Regions from separate parts of the Mus musculus genome. Here region 2 is linked to region 1. Evidence: chromatin contacts called from public Hi-C data. All regions are on one chromosome and are shown on one strand. Each heading gives the region's core, a stretch centred on a gene start, on an enhancer-like site or on the middle of the called end of the contact. The rest is flanking DNA. Distances are from core to core; before and after follow the strand shown.

What was found. Hi-C and Micro-C count contacts between places; a contact is called where the count stands out from the background.
Region 2: a contact with region 1 is called in a Hi-C map of B cells, with 6 read pairs. The contact joins the promoter of Pih1d2 here to the promoter of Bud13 in region 1. A contact is called at or near these places in 2 of 39 promoter capture datasets (erythroid cells and pre-B cells) and 2 of 484 Hi-C or Micro-C datasets (B cells and CD8 T cells).

The regions. Positions count from the first base shown.
Region 1 is chr9:46,279,276-46,287,237 of GRCm38.p6, reverse strand. It overlaps Bud13 (BUD13 homolog), which reads right to left and starts at 4,226. Exons shown (of 10, transcript NM_146000.2): 1 at 4,065-4,226; 2 at 805-895; 3 at 137-221. The coding sequence starts at 4,207. Zpr1 (ZPR1 zinc finger) reads right to left here. Exons shown (of 14, transcript NM_011752.2): 12 at 7,483-7,569; 13 at 7,257-7,322; 14 at 4,595-6,200. The coding sequence ends at 6,066.
Region 2 is chr9:50,614,409-50,622,370 of GRCm38.p6, reverse strand. It overlaps Pih1d2 (PIH1 domain containing 2), which reads right to left and starts at 5,050. Exons shown (of 6, transcript NM_028300.2): 1 at 4,773-5,050; 2 at 3,722-3,925; 3 at 2,493-2,616; 4 at 1,181-1,426; 5 at 485-750. The coding sequence starts at 3,898. Nkapd1 (NKAP domain containing 1) reads left to right here and starts at 4,907. Exons shown (of 6, transcript NM_212449.2): 1 at 4,907-5,143; 2 at 6,812-6,888. The coding sequence starts at 6,820.

The DNA of each region.
Region 1 (7,962 bases), core at 2,977-5,476:
AGTCCTGACATCTTTGTCCCATCATGTTTTTCATCATCACTGACATAAAACAAACCAGGCATTCCCCTAAGGCAGGGAAGCAGAAGGAACCCATCCTGGAAATGAGATGTGCAGTTGTGTTGCTGCTGACACTCACCTCCCAGAAGCTTCCACTTGGCACTGGAGCGGAAGGCCTCCATCTGCTTTACCTCTTCTGGACGCTCATCCACAAACTCAGCCACCTGCAGGAGTAGGGGCACTACAGTGAGGAAACCCACAGGACCCAGCCAAGGATCACTTGTCTCAAGAACCCAGAGCCATAGCTTACAGGCAGAGAACTGCCTGCTTCTCCTTGTGATCGCATGACTGACTTCTACTGCCCATCATGAGACTATCATACCAAACAGTGCTAGCCGAAGATCAAAAATTCAAAACCATTTTCTGCTGAAAATGTATCATGTCCACACCACTGCACAGTCAAAACATTAAGTTGGAGCAGGGTGTGGTGGCGCACGCCTTTAATCCCAGCACTTGGGAGGCAGAGGCAGGTGGATTTCTGAATTCAAGGCCAGCCTGGTCTACAGAGTGAGTTTCAGGATAGCCAGGGCTACACAGAGAAACCCTATCTCGAAAAACCAAACCAAACCAAACCAAACCAAAAAAAAAAAAAAAACATTAAGTTGGGACTGTCTGTCTGTATAAGCACCATGAAGGAAACAGTGCCACACAGCTCTCTTGAGGGTCACCTCTCCCCTTGCTCAGTGTCAAGTCTGAGAAGCCTGGATCATTTCAAAGTCCTGACAAAAGTCTCCACGAGATACATACCACAGGCAAATCTCCATCCTCTTCCTCCTCCTTTTCCGGCTTAGCAGTAGAGATAGCCGCCCAGCCCACATCATCATCAACAATCCGCATTCTAGATGAGAACAATAAAAACTCAAAACGGAAGTCATGCTGTAACACGGGCCTACCTACCTGTTGTTCTTTACAGATGGTTGTGAGCCACCATGTAGTTGCTGGGGATTGAACTCAGGACCTCTGGAAGAGTAGTCTATACTCTGAGCCATCTCTCCAGCCCCTTACCTGTTGTTCTTTGACATTTAGAGTGTGTGTGTGTGTGTGTGACAGTGATGGTGTATATATGTGATATGGCATGCATATGGAGGCCAGAGGACAACCTGCAGGAGTCAGTTCTCTCCCTCCGCTATGTGGGTTCAGGGGATGGAATTCAGGTTGTCAGGCTTGTCAAGTGCAGAGCCATGTCACTGCCCCCTACTGGCTTTTAAACTTAAAGGTATGGCTCAATGTTTGTGTGCTGTCAATTCACTCCATCACTGTCCACCTTTGGTAATATCAGTTTTTACAAAGGCACCCCCTTCCTTCTGCCAGACCTACTCTTCTCACTGTTAATCACGAATCTTATTTTCTTTGGGCCCTGTGTATTAGTCAGGGTTCTCTAGAGTCACAGAACTTATGGATAGTCTCTAGATAGTAAAGGAATTTATTGATGATTTACAGTCGGCAGCCCAATTCCCAACAATGGTTCAGTCGCAGCTATGAATGGAAGTCCAAGGATCTAGCAGCTACTCAGTCTCACGCAGCAAGCAGGCGAAGGAGCAAGAGCTAGAGCTAGACTCCCTTCTTCCAATGTCCTTATATTGTCTCCAGCAGAAGGTGTAGCCCAGATTAAAGGTGTGTTCCACCACACCTTTAATCCCAGATGAAAGGTGTAGCCCAGATTAAAGGTGTTTTCCTTAAACTGGGAGATTCAATCTTCTGGAATCCATAGCCACTATGGCTCAAGATCTCCAAACCAAGATCCAGATAAGGATCTCCAAGCCTCAAGATAAGGGTCACTGGTGAGCCTTCCAATTCCGGATTGTAGTTCATTCCAAATATTGTCAAGTTGACAACCAGGAATAGCCACTACACCCTGGTTTTTAATAACTTCCTTGGACCTATCTTTCTTGCTCACTGTCTCCTACTCCCAGAGTAGAAATACCTCTACACACTCTTAGAATGCTTTCATTTGTATTTATCAGCCCATATTCTCATTAAATTCTAAGTTCCAACAGCCAAGGGCTAAGGCATTCTCTTATTTATTCCCTTCTTCTTGTTGTTGTTCCCTATAGCTAGCTTCCAGCTCTCTATCCTCCAGCCCAGCCTCCCCTGTGCTGGGATTATAGACTTTTACCACCATATCCTGCTGACTAATACATTTTTTGTTCATCAAGGCTTCTTCAACACAACTGTCACAGGAGGTATTCAGCCCTCCACACCCATGGACTTCACAACTGCAAACTCAACCAGGGGAAAAGGAATGGCCAATGTATTAAACAGATAGACTTTCTTTAGTTACAATGGCCTATATAACGTAACTACTGGCATACTACCTAAGCTGTAGTGGGCTTTTAAGTAATTAATCTAAGGATGATTTAAAGAGGATGTGAATAGTTGACATGAAAATAGTGTATCATTTTGAGCTTCAGGAACCAGTGCCCCAATTACTGTAAGGTGGTGGCAAGCCAATAAATAAATGTGTGCCACACAGATGAACTGTGCTGCAAGGAGGAGGTTATTTGAAATGCCAGGAACACATGACACAGCTTTAATCACAACAACCATTTCAGACAAGTAGTAAGGGGCTGGGACTTCAGGCTCAGAGAGATGAACATCTCTCTCTTTTTTTTTTTTTTTTTTTTGGTTTTTTGAGACAGGGTTTCTCTGTGTAGCCCTGGCTGTCCTGGAACTCACTTTGTAGACCAGGCTGGCCTCAAACTCAGAAATCCGCCTGCCTCTGCCTCCCGAGTGCTGGGATTAAAGGCGTGTGCCACCACGCCCGGCTGAGATGAACATCTCTTGCCCTGGACCACTCAGGCTATAAGTAGCACAGCTAGGATTCTAATTCTAATCAGTATTGCTCCAAAGCTTAAACTTTCCCCCTGCATGCCATTGCCCCTTCTTCCAGGGACATCAGCCACACTGAATTCAACACCACCTTAACTGAATATAGGCTCATCTTAACTGGTAACACCACAAAGATTCCATCTATAAATGAGGTCATGCTCAAGCTCTAATGAAGAGAAGTGTGGAAATGAGGGACTAATTCGACCCAGTTCAATGGACCATACGGTAATAATACTGTTAGACCATGATACTGCCCCACAGAGAGGGTGAGCCACACTTTGTATCCTATCTAGTACTCTCTTTAAGCTGATAAGCATTTAGTAGACCTGGGGGTGGAGTGTGAGAATGGAATTAGCCCCCAGAGTTTCAACTTTCTATCCAAAATAGCACCTTCAGTAAGCTGCTAAACTTAGGGCTGCTGCTCTAAAGCCTACAAATACAGACATTTCCTTTTGTTCTGTAGGTTGATGTTGGATATCCTAACCCAACCTTTCCAGATTCCAGTGGCCAAGTTACTAATGGACATTTCATCTGAACTCTGTCTCAGCACATCTCTTTGCAATCTGGAAGTATAGTGTTTAATATAAATGTCTGCTCCATTACAATGTTCTGAAAGCTATATGGTCAACTATTTTAGAAAGAGGCCAGGCACAGGATGTGAACTGTTCCCATTTTAGTTGTTACTGTTAGTAGTAGATGTGAGTAATAGGATATGGGTCTTTGATTCCAGATCAGTTCCTGGCACTTTGGAACCCTCAGAAAGAGATTTTTGGATCTAGAAAGAAAGAAAGAAAGAAAGAAAGAAAGAAAGAAGAGGGAAGAGAAAAAGAAGAAGGAAAGAAAGAGAAGGGAAGGGAGAAAGAGAGAAATAAAGTGAGAAAGAAAAAGGTTTGAATCAGCTTTGCTATTCTTGGACACGACTTTCAATCTGTACATGGAACGACGTAAGCTACAAACGCGGGGAGAAAGTGAGTTAAGTTCTAGCTGCCTTTAACACAAGGAAGGCGCTGCTCAGAGGATGAGGTCTGAGCTGCCAGTGGCAGCTACAATCCCGCCCCGGGGCAGTGGAGCGGGGCCTGAGCTCGGGCCGGGGTCGGCAGCACCGCGCGGGCCAGGACGAGGAAGAGCTGCGGCCGAGGGCGCCACCGGGCAGCGCGACACCTCACCAGTCCACTCACCCCTTGCCGCCAGCGCCTCCAGGCTTCGGCCGTTTTTTGCGCCGCTTGCGACCGGCCTCGGGACCTCCTTCCAAGCCAGCATCTGTCCCAGACAAGTAACGCTTCAGATACTCAGCTTTGGTGAGTGGCGGAGCTGCCGCCATGGCAGCGGCGAGGGCGGGGCAACAGCTCGGCGTGGGGGACAAAATTCTTCAACGCGAAACGGTAGGGGTGGAGCCAGAAGCGGAAGCTTTAGGACGGGGACTTTTTGAACTGCTGGACTTAAAGACTTGAGCCTTAAGAGGCTCCAGGGGAGAGTGCGTGCATCTCGGGCTGGCTGTGCTTTTCCTGAGACGACGAATCGGTGCAACAGCCTGCAGCCCACGCTGTCTCAGCTGAGAAGCCACAGGCCGATGTAACATGATCCTACCCTGGCAGCATCAGCGCCAGAGTAAGGAAGAACACCTGTATGAATGGTGGGACTTACCATAGCTGTACCACTAGGGGCACATTCTTGAGCAGCGTTTTAATAATGGACGCTGTACCAAACGTTTCAATTTCAATCACTTTTATTGCTATAAATACCTTTTGGTGGGAAGTCTGCTGGAAGAGGCTTCCGGGTACCATTTAGGGGAAGTCAAACTTGTGACTATAAAAGTTTGATAGGTTTTTATCAAACCTGTACTGACCTTCTCACCTTTGATATGTCTTTCTAAAAAATGATATAAACTCTTCCCAGTGAAATGGATTCGTGGTCAGTGTGGCAAAGAAACCAGGAAGATTCTGGAGTTTCTTCTATAAAGGGTTAAGTGTTTTATGACTTCTCACTTAACCCTCACAATTTTTTTTTCTTTCATCCAGCACCGAGGATTAAACCCAAGGCCTTTTGCACATGGTATGCAGGAGTTCTATAGAACTACATCCCCACTCTTTTGAATGTTGAAGATCTAAATTGCCTAAGCTGCCCCTGAATTTGTTAGCCTTCCTCCTCAGCCTCTCAAGTGGCTGGACACCATGACCTACCCTTCAGTTTTATTAGCCTCCTTTATAGATAATAAGAACTTTCGGGTAAGTACAGGAACCCACACATCTTCATACTGCCTGGCTCTAATTTTTGCTAGCAGAGGCCAAACAAGGATGGTGCTGGTTATCCAGTTTGAATTCGTTTTGTCTTGAATCAGGGTTTTTCTGTGTAGCCCAGGCTGTCCTGGAACTTCCTCTGTAGACCAAATCGGCTTCAAACTCATAGAACCACCTGCCTCTGCTGGGATTAAAGGTGTGTGCCACCCTGCTTTTCCAGACTGCTTTAAGCTGCATGAGAACAGCTAGACTCCACACAGGTGTACCTGGCTCAGAGCAGACAGGATGGCCTATTGGAGTGAATCAAATGCTGCCTCTACAGCAGCCACCTCAAGAAAGATTTGCTTAGGAAACTAAACTGGTTTTTCCTTCCTCATTTCTTTTCATGAAGACGGACTCTCACTGCATGGCCCAAGCTGTCCTCAGTCTCCTCGGAGCTGAGTGTGACTCAGTGTGACCCAGCTTAGTCTAGCACATGGTAATCAGTAAGGACATGAACGCAGAGGCGGGTGTCGTTTAAAGGCCATCACTTTAATGTGGCGTCTTCACCTGTGCCTGCTCGGCCCCTCCGACATCCTTCCCTGCTGAGTCAGTACTTCACATGCCCAGAGCCAGCAGAAACTTGTATTTCACTTCCCCAGACTTCAAAGGTCCAGCACTGGAGGTCAGAGAGCTGACAGGCAAACGGTGATGGCAGACCGCCTGGTGTTTCTGGGATTCTTCTCACGCCGACTTTAAAACCTCCAAAAGAAGGTCAAGGAGCACAGTAGGGCTGCAGCTGCCTCGTCCGTCAGCTGCTAATCTTGGGTGCTTACATTTCTAACTCAAGTGGTAACCTCTTCACCATGGACGAGGGCTTGAGCACTCCTCGTCAGTTCCCCACAGTAACAGATAACCCTGCAGTGTGAGTGGCACTGTAGCTGGCCAGTGAGCTGGCCACTGCTACCGCTGTGGGGCCAGGCCCGCCTCATAGCCCTCTGTCTTCATGTCATTGAGCCCGAGCTCCTCATTTTGGTCAAAGGTGCGTTTGTACCGCTCGACCTTCATCTCTGGATCGTCTTCAGGTGCATACACATTCTGCAGGGCCAAGAGCAGACAGACGACGGTCAGCGCCTGTGCAGCCCGCCATCCCCTCCCACGGCTGACTCTCAACCTCCGAAGAAATGCACAGGATTTGCAGGGTCTCTAGAGCCCACGGCTACATTCTGCAAAAGTGTGTGTGTGTGTGTGTGTGTGTGTGTGTGTATGCTAGTATCAAACCCAAGCCCCTGTACATGCATACAAGTGTTTAACCCCCAGTTCTAAGTACTTTTATATATGGGCCTTCCTATAAAAAATGTAGCCAAAGTTGGTGATTGCTTATAATCTCAGCACTCTGGAGACTGAGGCAGAAAGATTACAAATTTAAAGCCAGCCAGGCTACATAACAAAGACTTGTCTCAAAAAAAAAAAAAAAGGTTTTGAGGGAGGGGGACCACAATGATCTTAATTATGTGAAAAACTAGGCCAGTTTTGCCAGGCCCATCAGTGCTCATTAATACTAAAGTAAGGAGGAGGCCCCAGGTTCAACACAATTTTGCTGCAGTTTGATATGGATCAATTGCCAGATGTTTGCTTGCCCGTTCAGCCAACACCTCTCGGCTTTCCTGTCCTGACCTCTGGCCAGGTTCCTATTGCTCCTTACTTCACAGTCAGATGCAGAATGGAAGCTCCAATGCTGAGGGTGAGAATAAGAACAAGACAAGCAGACCCAGGAAGAGGAGGTCCTACTTTCTTATATATTCACTCTGTACCTAGGGCCCTGAGCACGCTAGCCAGGTAAACAGTTACTCTTGGCTTTTTCTTCACATTATTGTATCTTAAGACAGTCTTGAAAATCGCACAGGCTGGTCTTAAACTTTCCATTTTCATGGCCTTCTGAGGACCTAAGATTGCAGCCCTGCACTAGGTCTTTGTTACACACACTTGGGAGTCCCACTATCACCACCTTCCCCTTTCTTCCTTACCTTCCAAGTCCTGCCCAAGGCCCCAATTGAAGACTTAACAAGGCTTTCCTTGTTAAGGGCTATCATGCAAATTCTATAAAGTTCCGAAAATATGTCTCCATAGAACCACCAGGAAGGCCTAACTTACCTGCAGATAACTGTTTCCTGCTGGATCATTCATGATAAAGTGGGCCTTCATCTTGCCCTCGATGATCTACAGGAGAGAGGAGGACTTAGCAGGTAACTCTTACAAAGATCCTGGAAGGAAGAGGCTATGGCTGCGAGACAAGAGCCAATCCAGTTTACAAAGTGCAGTTCCCAAAAGTTTAAAGAAAGGGAAATTAGGATTGCAGAAATGGCCTGGGTCCTCTTACCTGGCCCAACTTCTGGCTAAACTCCTGCAGTTTCTCTGACTGGTCAGGATTAGAGCTGTCGCCCAGTGTGAATGGGTTCTTGGTTACCTGTAGCACAACAGCTGGATTACTACAACACAGACTGTATGGGTCATTACGCTGAACCACAAACCAGGGGTGGGGAGCAGTGGACTCCCAGTGGGAGAAGCCTGCTCTCCATATCCCACAACGCCTTGCTCACTTAGGGGAGGGGAGGAAGGTGGCCCGAGAACAGGACAGGAGAAGATGTCTATGAGACTGCTTTGCCAAGAAGGAAACTGGCAGTAGGGACTGGAATCCAGTAGCGTTCTTACAGTATCTAATCCCAATATGGAAAAGAAATGCAATGTACAATTCACAAAGAAAAGCCAGGCAGTTACTTGGCCTGCAGTGCCAGCACATGGAAGGCTGAGGCCGAGAGGTGGCAGGTGTGTGTGTGTGTGTGTGTGTGTGTGTGTGTGT
Region 2 (7,962 bases), core at 3,801-6,300, 4.3 Mb before region 1:
GCTATTGGGAGGTGCTGGGAACTTTAGGAGGTGGAACTTAGCGCCAAGTCTTTGAGTCACTGGGAAAGTTTCTGGAAAGTGGATTGTGGGACGCTGGTCCTTTCCATACAGTCCCTAGCCTTGAGTGATGAATGGTTTGGCTTTGTCATGTATTTGTGTCATGATGTGCTTGACACTTCAACACAGGCATGAAGATGGTTACCTGAACAAGGTTGGAACCTCTGAAATCATGAGCCCTAACCAATCCTTCCTCTCCAAAGATATCTTGGGCATCTGTGCTGGTGATGCAACGCTGGGGCACACCTGGATTTACACAGCGCTTACATGTTATTCAATAGCAGAAGAACCTCAAGTACATGCAAGCGCAAATGTTACTTGCAAACAATACAACTGGTCATCAGTGAGTCTTCTCATCTGCAGGAGTTCCTGAAAACGATCCCCAGAGCGGCCTCTTCGGGACTACTGCAGTATTTGTTTAACTTACCTCAGAAACACTAAGTTCACAGAGAGAGACTGACTTAATCCCGGGTAACTCGACTTTCAGCTCAATTTTCAGAGGTTTCTCGTTCCGATCCTTTACAACCTTTAATTCGTACGCAGGTTTCTTAACCTCCACCTGGATTTCCGAACTAGAAATCTCTTCTATAAGACATCGTCCTTTGGCCGACGCTTGCTTTTTTGTCAATAGCACCTCAGGAAGGTGATTAGGTTCACTCACAGTGCTGCTTCTGATCCTCGCAAGAGTATTTTCTTCATGGAAAAAAAGGGAGGGGAAATGCAAATATTATCACGCCGTGGGCTTTAGGATAGGATAGGATAGGTGGTGTCCAGAGCCAGCTGATGCTACTGCAGTTATATTACTTGGAAATGTTAGCTCTAAAGCATCTGAAACTGCTGGCTCAGTGATCGCCTGCCTAGCATCTGAGGCTTTGGGTTGGATTTGACTCTGGCACAGCTAAACAAACAGATGGAGAGACCCAGAACCTCAAACCAAAGAATCTGCTTGGGTTCCTGCAGGATGTTGACATCTTCCTGGATACTTTGACATTTCTAACAATGTGTATCCTTCTCTTTAAGCTTCTCATTCTTTTAAGATAGAGACGTGGCCTGAAAACTATGCATGGGCTACAAACCCAGAATCTGCCATCACTTCATTTTCAGCTCACATCCATGGACTTACCTGTTCTCGTCATCGCTTTTAGGTCTGGGAAGTCAGTTTTAATGCCCATCAGACTTTCTTTCATTCTCTGGATGCTTCCTTTCAGTCTAAAACTAGTTAAATGGTAGGAATGTGCAAGTGTGAACTGGAGTCGCTCCTCGATGCACAGCATGGCCATTCTTATTAACTGATCTTTGATCCCTTGGTCTTTTTCTGCCGCTTGCAGAACACCAGGATTGTAGGCAACATCAATGATGGTATAAGCATCTGTGTGTAATTCAGAGACAGCTTGATTCTATAAGGATTTTTGTTGGGTAGTATACCAACCCATATTAGCAAAGTTGCAAGCGACAGATTCCATCCCTGTGTTCTTAGAGCAATCACAGAAGCACTATGTTTTAAACCAGCAGTGGCTGGTCAGAAAGGAAGCCAACACAAAGTTTATTAGGAGGAAGGGCTTTGGAGTGAGGAAAAGCCTCAGACAACGACAATGCAGTATATGGAGATCTAAGCATGATGGGACCTTAAAGGGAACAAGAGCCTCCCTGTAAAGCCCGGGGAGGGGCTTTGTAGGTTGAGACTGAGAGGCAGTCTGGGAGGGAAAGCTGGCTGCAGGGAGATTTGAGACGGCAGAGACAAGGAAGGACAAGGGTCCTGCAGAGGGCAGCTGCAGACCATTTGCATGAGCAAAATCTCCCTGAAGACCAAGCTGAGAAACACAACAAAAAGCTGACTTTTAAAATAACCTTTTAGGAGTGATAGTAATTTTCATGCCACCTAATTTACTTGGGTATAGTGTACATGACGACATGGAAGAGATAGGCGATCATGACTTGAAGGCTGTCAAGTCATAGCACAGGCTGATTTCTAACTCTGCTCAGCAGGGAGGCATGGCCTAAAGATGCAGGTGCCTGTTCTAACATATACACAAAATCCCAATTCTATGCTGCCATTTCTATTTGTGTTAAAGCAGATCAGACTAGAAATAATATTAAATGTGCACAAAGCACACCAACCTGTTGGTAATTATTATTATTTCATGAATCATTATACTAATATTATTTACTATATCAATTTGTCATCAGATGAAATAATTTAATTAAAATATTTCTATCAAGTAAATTCTAGTCTTTGAATATGTTCAATATTCACATATAGCCGGTTGGTGGTGGCAGAACACTTTTAATTCCGGACTCTGGAGGCAGAGGTAGGCGGATCTCTGAGTTTAAGGCCAGCCTGGTCTACAGAGTGATTTCTAGTCAGAGCTATACAGAGAAACCCTGTCTGGAAAAAATAACAAAAATTCGCACAGGCTTTCTTTCCTTCTTTCTACCTGATGCCTCAGCGGAGTCTTCTGGTCTGCCAACACTTACAGGCACAGGACGAGTGGCTGACTGCGGAGCGGGAATCCTTTCCCATTGACATAGGTTGATAAAAAGTACTTTTTCGTTTGGTTTCTAGAAAGTGAATAATTTTGATGTTGCCAAATGAGATTTAATGACAATATCCTGAAAGCAAGTCCTCACTTTTTTCCCCAGGCCTTCCCACATGCTAGGCAATGCTCTATAACACAGCTGGACCTCCCACGACAGAGGGTCCTGTCACTCACTCAGTGATTATATTAAAACTGCTTGACATCCTGCAGAATTTCCAAGCAAATTATTTGACTTGAAGTTCTTTTCTTAAAGTTTTGGTTCATTCGTTCGTTTGCTTGTTCATTCATTCATTCACTCATTTTGCTATGCCAGGAATCAAATTCAACTCAGAGCCTCACATGCTAGGCAAGCATTCTACCACTGAGACACACTTTTTTGTTACTTGATCTCCCCAAAGCTTCTGGCTCTTCATTCTAAATCCAACTGCTGTTCTCTCCCAGAGGAACTGGACAGGAGAAGGAGCTGAAGTTAGCACTGCTCCACGTGTTCTGGACCTCACAGCACCACTTCATTATTTCACTAACAGTGAAATGGAAATGTCTCCAGGCCTGAGTCTTATTAAATCAGAACCAGGAAGCTTTTAATCCCAGCACTCAGGATGCAGAGGCAGGAGGATCTCAGAGTTCAAGGCCAGCCTGGTTTACATAGCATCAGACAGTCAGGACTACTTAAAGAGACTTGTCTCAACAAACATACATTCACTGCCTCTGGGCCAGTTTGATGGCTCAGTGGATCAGAGCACCTGGCTCCAGGCTGATGGCCTGAATTCTTTCCTCACCTCATCGAAGGCGAGAGCCTGCTCCCCAGTCATCCTCTGTCCTTGCACATGCACTCTCTTGAACCCACACACATATAAAATACATTTAAAAAACCTTAATTAATTATAGCACTATTTTCCACCTATCAGGACAATAAAGTTGCATTAGGGGATTTCTAAAATACCAAGTATGAATTTCTTATTTTTACTCCTTCAGTGAAATCTTCCATGTGGTTTCATTTTCTGTTCAGAGAGTTTTAGTAAACTTCTCTTGTGTTAAAGTAGCGCTAGAAAAGGCTACTGTATCCCCTGGCTAACCCAGAGTAGTTTTACTGAAGACCTCTCCTTCCTTGCATCAGTTCTACATACTAGGATCTTGGTCTGTATGCAGAGTTGAGGTTCTGGGTTGACACAGAGCTGTTTGCCATCTTTCAACTCCTGCTGAATGAAGTTCCGGTAGCGCTCGGGGTCATTTTCAGCCAAATCATCGAGCATATTCCAGAACTGGGAAATGTGGGTAAGAAGACCCTTTGAGGACACCGTCATGATGGTGATGAGACAGGCCTTTGGAACCTGCAGAGAGACAGGACTTGAGAAAAGGCATGTAAGGTATTTACTGCCCTGTTTCTTCTTTCAGGGAAGGAGGAAGGCTTTTGCAAGTGTGCTGCGGGTCTTAACTAAAAGATTGCACACCCATACTGCTTTATCTTGGCTTTCCTACAGTCTGTGAGTAGAACCACTTCCTAAATTCCTACGTTGTACCTGTACTTCCGTCTGGTCTTCATAAATACAGAGGGAACAGAAAGGACTTTTGTTCCAATAGTTGGATATTGGCTGACTTGGTGCCTTCCAGACCTGGAATTGTGAGGTAGGGGTGTGTGTGTGTGCGTGAAAGAAAGACGGGTAGAGAGACTGGGGTCGGGGGAGACAGATACATAGACAGACAGTATAGTAGTTAAAAGTAGGCGCACTGGAGCCAGTATGCTTACGTTCTTGCAAACTTCAGACATCTATGTTGCCTTGAGCAAGCAGTGTATATACTCAAAATAAAGATGAGGGGGCTGGAGAGATGGCTCAGCGGTTAGGAGCACTGACTGCTCTTTTAGAGGTCCTGAGTTCAAATCCCAGCAACCACATGGTAGCTCACAATTCTATAATGAGATCTGGCGCCTCTTCTGACATAGAGCTATATATGCAGAACACTGTATATAATAAATAAATGAATCTTTAAAAAAAAGATAAGGATTAAGAACACTAATATTTAAAGCTGGAACATTATGTGAGAGCAATAGTCAAAGATTCCGCCCTCCTTCAATCACCCTCCTTCTGCAAAAGAGAAAGTTCCCAATATTTTTAAAAAGAGGTTTAGAGTCTTCAAATTATATATTAAAGTTAGATTAAATCAACAACGAATACACACTTAATCCAAACGTGGGGGAAACGCGCACGTCTTCTCTCAGTTTGCCGACAAACTGCGACTCCGGTTACCATGGTAACCAGTCCCGGTACACCATCTAACTGGGTCCGGAGAGCGCAAAGTAGAGCTGTGTCTCTATATCCAGTTCCGGTTCTCTTCTCCGGGTCCGGACTGGCTCCTCCGCAGGCCGTCCCGCTTGTCTCTCGGGAGAGCGCCGCCTTCCTTCCTGCACCCGTCAGCTTCCACGGCGACCGGCGAGCCCGCTCTGTGGGAGTCTCCGGTGGGAGGGAAGCGTTTCTCCGGAGCACGACTTCCGGCCCGGAAGGAAGCCGCCACCTTTTCTCCCACCCCGCCACGCGAGGCTGCGGCGCACGGTATGGGTGTGTGTGTGTGTGTGTGTTTGTGTCGGGAGGGCGTTGCGAGGGAAGGCCGCCGAGAGCGCCGGGGCTGCGGCGGGGCAGGGAGCCCGCTGACAGACATGGGGGCGCTTTCCCCCACGTCCCCTTGGAAACCTCAAGCTCCCCCCGAGGCACTCTAGATACTTCCTGGGGCCCAACGGAAGGCCGTGCCCAAGCCCTGTGTCCCCATTCTGTCCCGGGAGTGAAAGCGAGCCGCCGGGCGCCGGCCCAGCCCAGCGAGAGCGGGGAATGCCCCGGTCCGCCCGCCCGCAGGCCGCTTTCCGCGCCTGCGCCTCCTCTGGCCTGGGTCCCCGAGAGCGAGCCGCCGGGCGGGCTCGGCTGGGGGAAGGCAGCCGTAGCCTGGGCCTCGGGTGAGGAGGGCACAGTAACCGGTGGGAAGGCTGCGTTTTCACGAAGGACTCGGGTGAAGCTGCAGAGCTGCCTTTCAGCCCTGACTCCTTGGCTTCCTGGGTCGGAGGAGATCTTGTAATGGAGTGGTTCTTCGTCTCACACTAACAGGATGCCTGATTTCCTCAGGATCGAGGGGTGAGTGAGCATCGGGACAGTGGCACCAAGCCCCTGCTAGCTACACATGTGAATATCGTTGTCTTCTGGGTTTTGGAAAGTTCCGTACAGTGTAGGAAACAAAATGTCCTGAGTAGAGATATTTAGGTCATCTAAAAACTTTTTTACAATTCAGTTTATTTTTTTACTGTTGACATACGTGGTGTTTGATGCCTTCAAATCTTCGTGTTTATATCTTTGCAAGCGAATTTTGGGGAGTTTTGAGATTTGATTTCTAGCCGGGACACTAACACACCCGTTGCCTGAGTCCATGCAGCCTGGGGGCAGGTTACGGCTTTAAGGAATTTGATTTTGAGGAGTTGGGGTAGAGTCCAAACTCGGGGATCCCCATAGGTTAAAAGGCCAACCGAAAATGTCTGGGGAATCATATTGTATCTGTATCGATCACGTACAGACCTTTCCCACTTTGGTCATTATTTTAATCTCCATCGTAACATTTACATAACATTTGCATAGTTTTAAGTATTATAATTAATCTAAATACCCTCACTCATCCTAACTGGAAGAGCATGTCTGTTGGCAGGTGGTGGCAGTAAGAAGATGAGTTAAGGGCTGGCCGAGGCCACTTAAGAACCTGACTAAAAAAACAGTCCTATTTTAAAATACACAGGAGCATAGTTTCTATACAAATATTATACTAGTCTAAAAGAGGAATGAGCGCCCTAGGATTGCTTTGTGTGTGCATGGATGTCACCGAGGGACTTTATCCAGGGTAGCTCTTAGGCTAGGCAAATGCTTTACCAGGCCATACTTGGATTTAGTACCTTTAGGGTCCTGGAACTGATCCGTCATGGATCTTGACTACTTGACAGAGAATCGTGAAGACTGAATAACATGGTGCTCATGGAAAACAAATTTTGAGCAGCTTTGTGCAATTTTAAAGACTAATGTACATCATCCCTTCATCCTTACATGCACCATAGTTGGGTATCATAATGGTGAAAGGAAAATTTTCCCTTCGATTTTCTAAGTTCAGTGATTTTTTTTTCTTTCTTCACTTCTTTGTTTCTTTATAATTTACTAAAAATAAATTTATTGCATATTATTGGTTCATTTCAGATTAAAGAATGTCCCGGGTTCCGTTGGGGAAAGTCCTCTTGAGGAATGTCATCCGGCACACAGATGCTCACAATAAGGTAGGCAGTACCGCCTAGTGACTGCCAGCATTTCCTGAGGGCACACAGTAAACCATGAATTATGTAGGGAGTTAACAAAGGTGCATAAGAAACAACCATAGTTTGAAAGTACTGTAACATGAAGATACTTACAAAATGCTTTAGTGTACCAAGGAAGGAATAAAGAAATCTGCCTTGGGAAAATTAGAATGATTTCACAGAGTGAATGGTCTTTGATATTTGAATTGGTACTTGATGTTGATGGATAAATGTTTACCAGGTGCATTGCTTGCTTTTGACTGAGAATCCTCTGTACAAATACAGAGCAACAGAGCAAGGGCTCGTGATGTACTTGAGTGATGATGTCTCCTGTATGCAAAGCCTCATTCCATCCTGCCCTCTATCAGTCATCACTTGGGGCAAGGCATTTTGCTTCTAGGAAGTCAGAGATAGGAACAGTGATAGAAGATAAGACGCAAGTGGCAAATTAGAGTTGTTTTCTTGACACTTAGGAGATAAACTTTCTCTTCTGAGCAATAAAGAAGACATCAGCTAGGAGTGGTGTCTTACATGTTTCATACCTGTAAGTGGTGTTTTACCCTTGAGGAGGTGAGGTGGTGTGACTGCCACATATGTCAGTTTAGACCGATGATTTGTCAGTGTGGTAGAAGATAGATGACGGAGAGGGGCACTGGGGAGGATGATGGGATGAGTGGTTTCGAGGAGCTTAGAGACAGAATCTAGGAGACTTTGTGAGGCAATGCTGTGATGAGAGTGGAGTCCAGCAGAACCGCCTTCTGTGACTGGAAAGGAAGTAATGAAGGGACAACAATGACAAAGGACAAACACGGGGACATAAAAAGATCAGGAATCCTTTGTCCCGTTTTCTTCAGCACACTACTCCTGGCTTGGTTGTTCTTATCACTGTCAGCATCATAGTACTTAGGTGTTAAGTACTGGGATTGAACCTGTGAATCACTGAGAATCACTAAGCTTACTGTCTAGCTGGCCTTGAACTTATCACTTCCGCAGTGACTGATTACAGACCTGTGCCCAGCTGTTACCTGAGTAACTAGAGGATGGAAGTGTAATGGT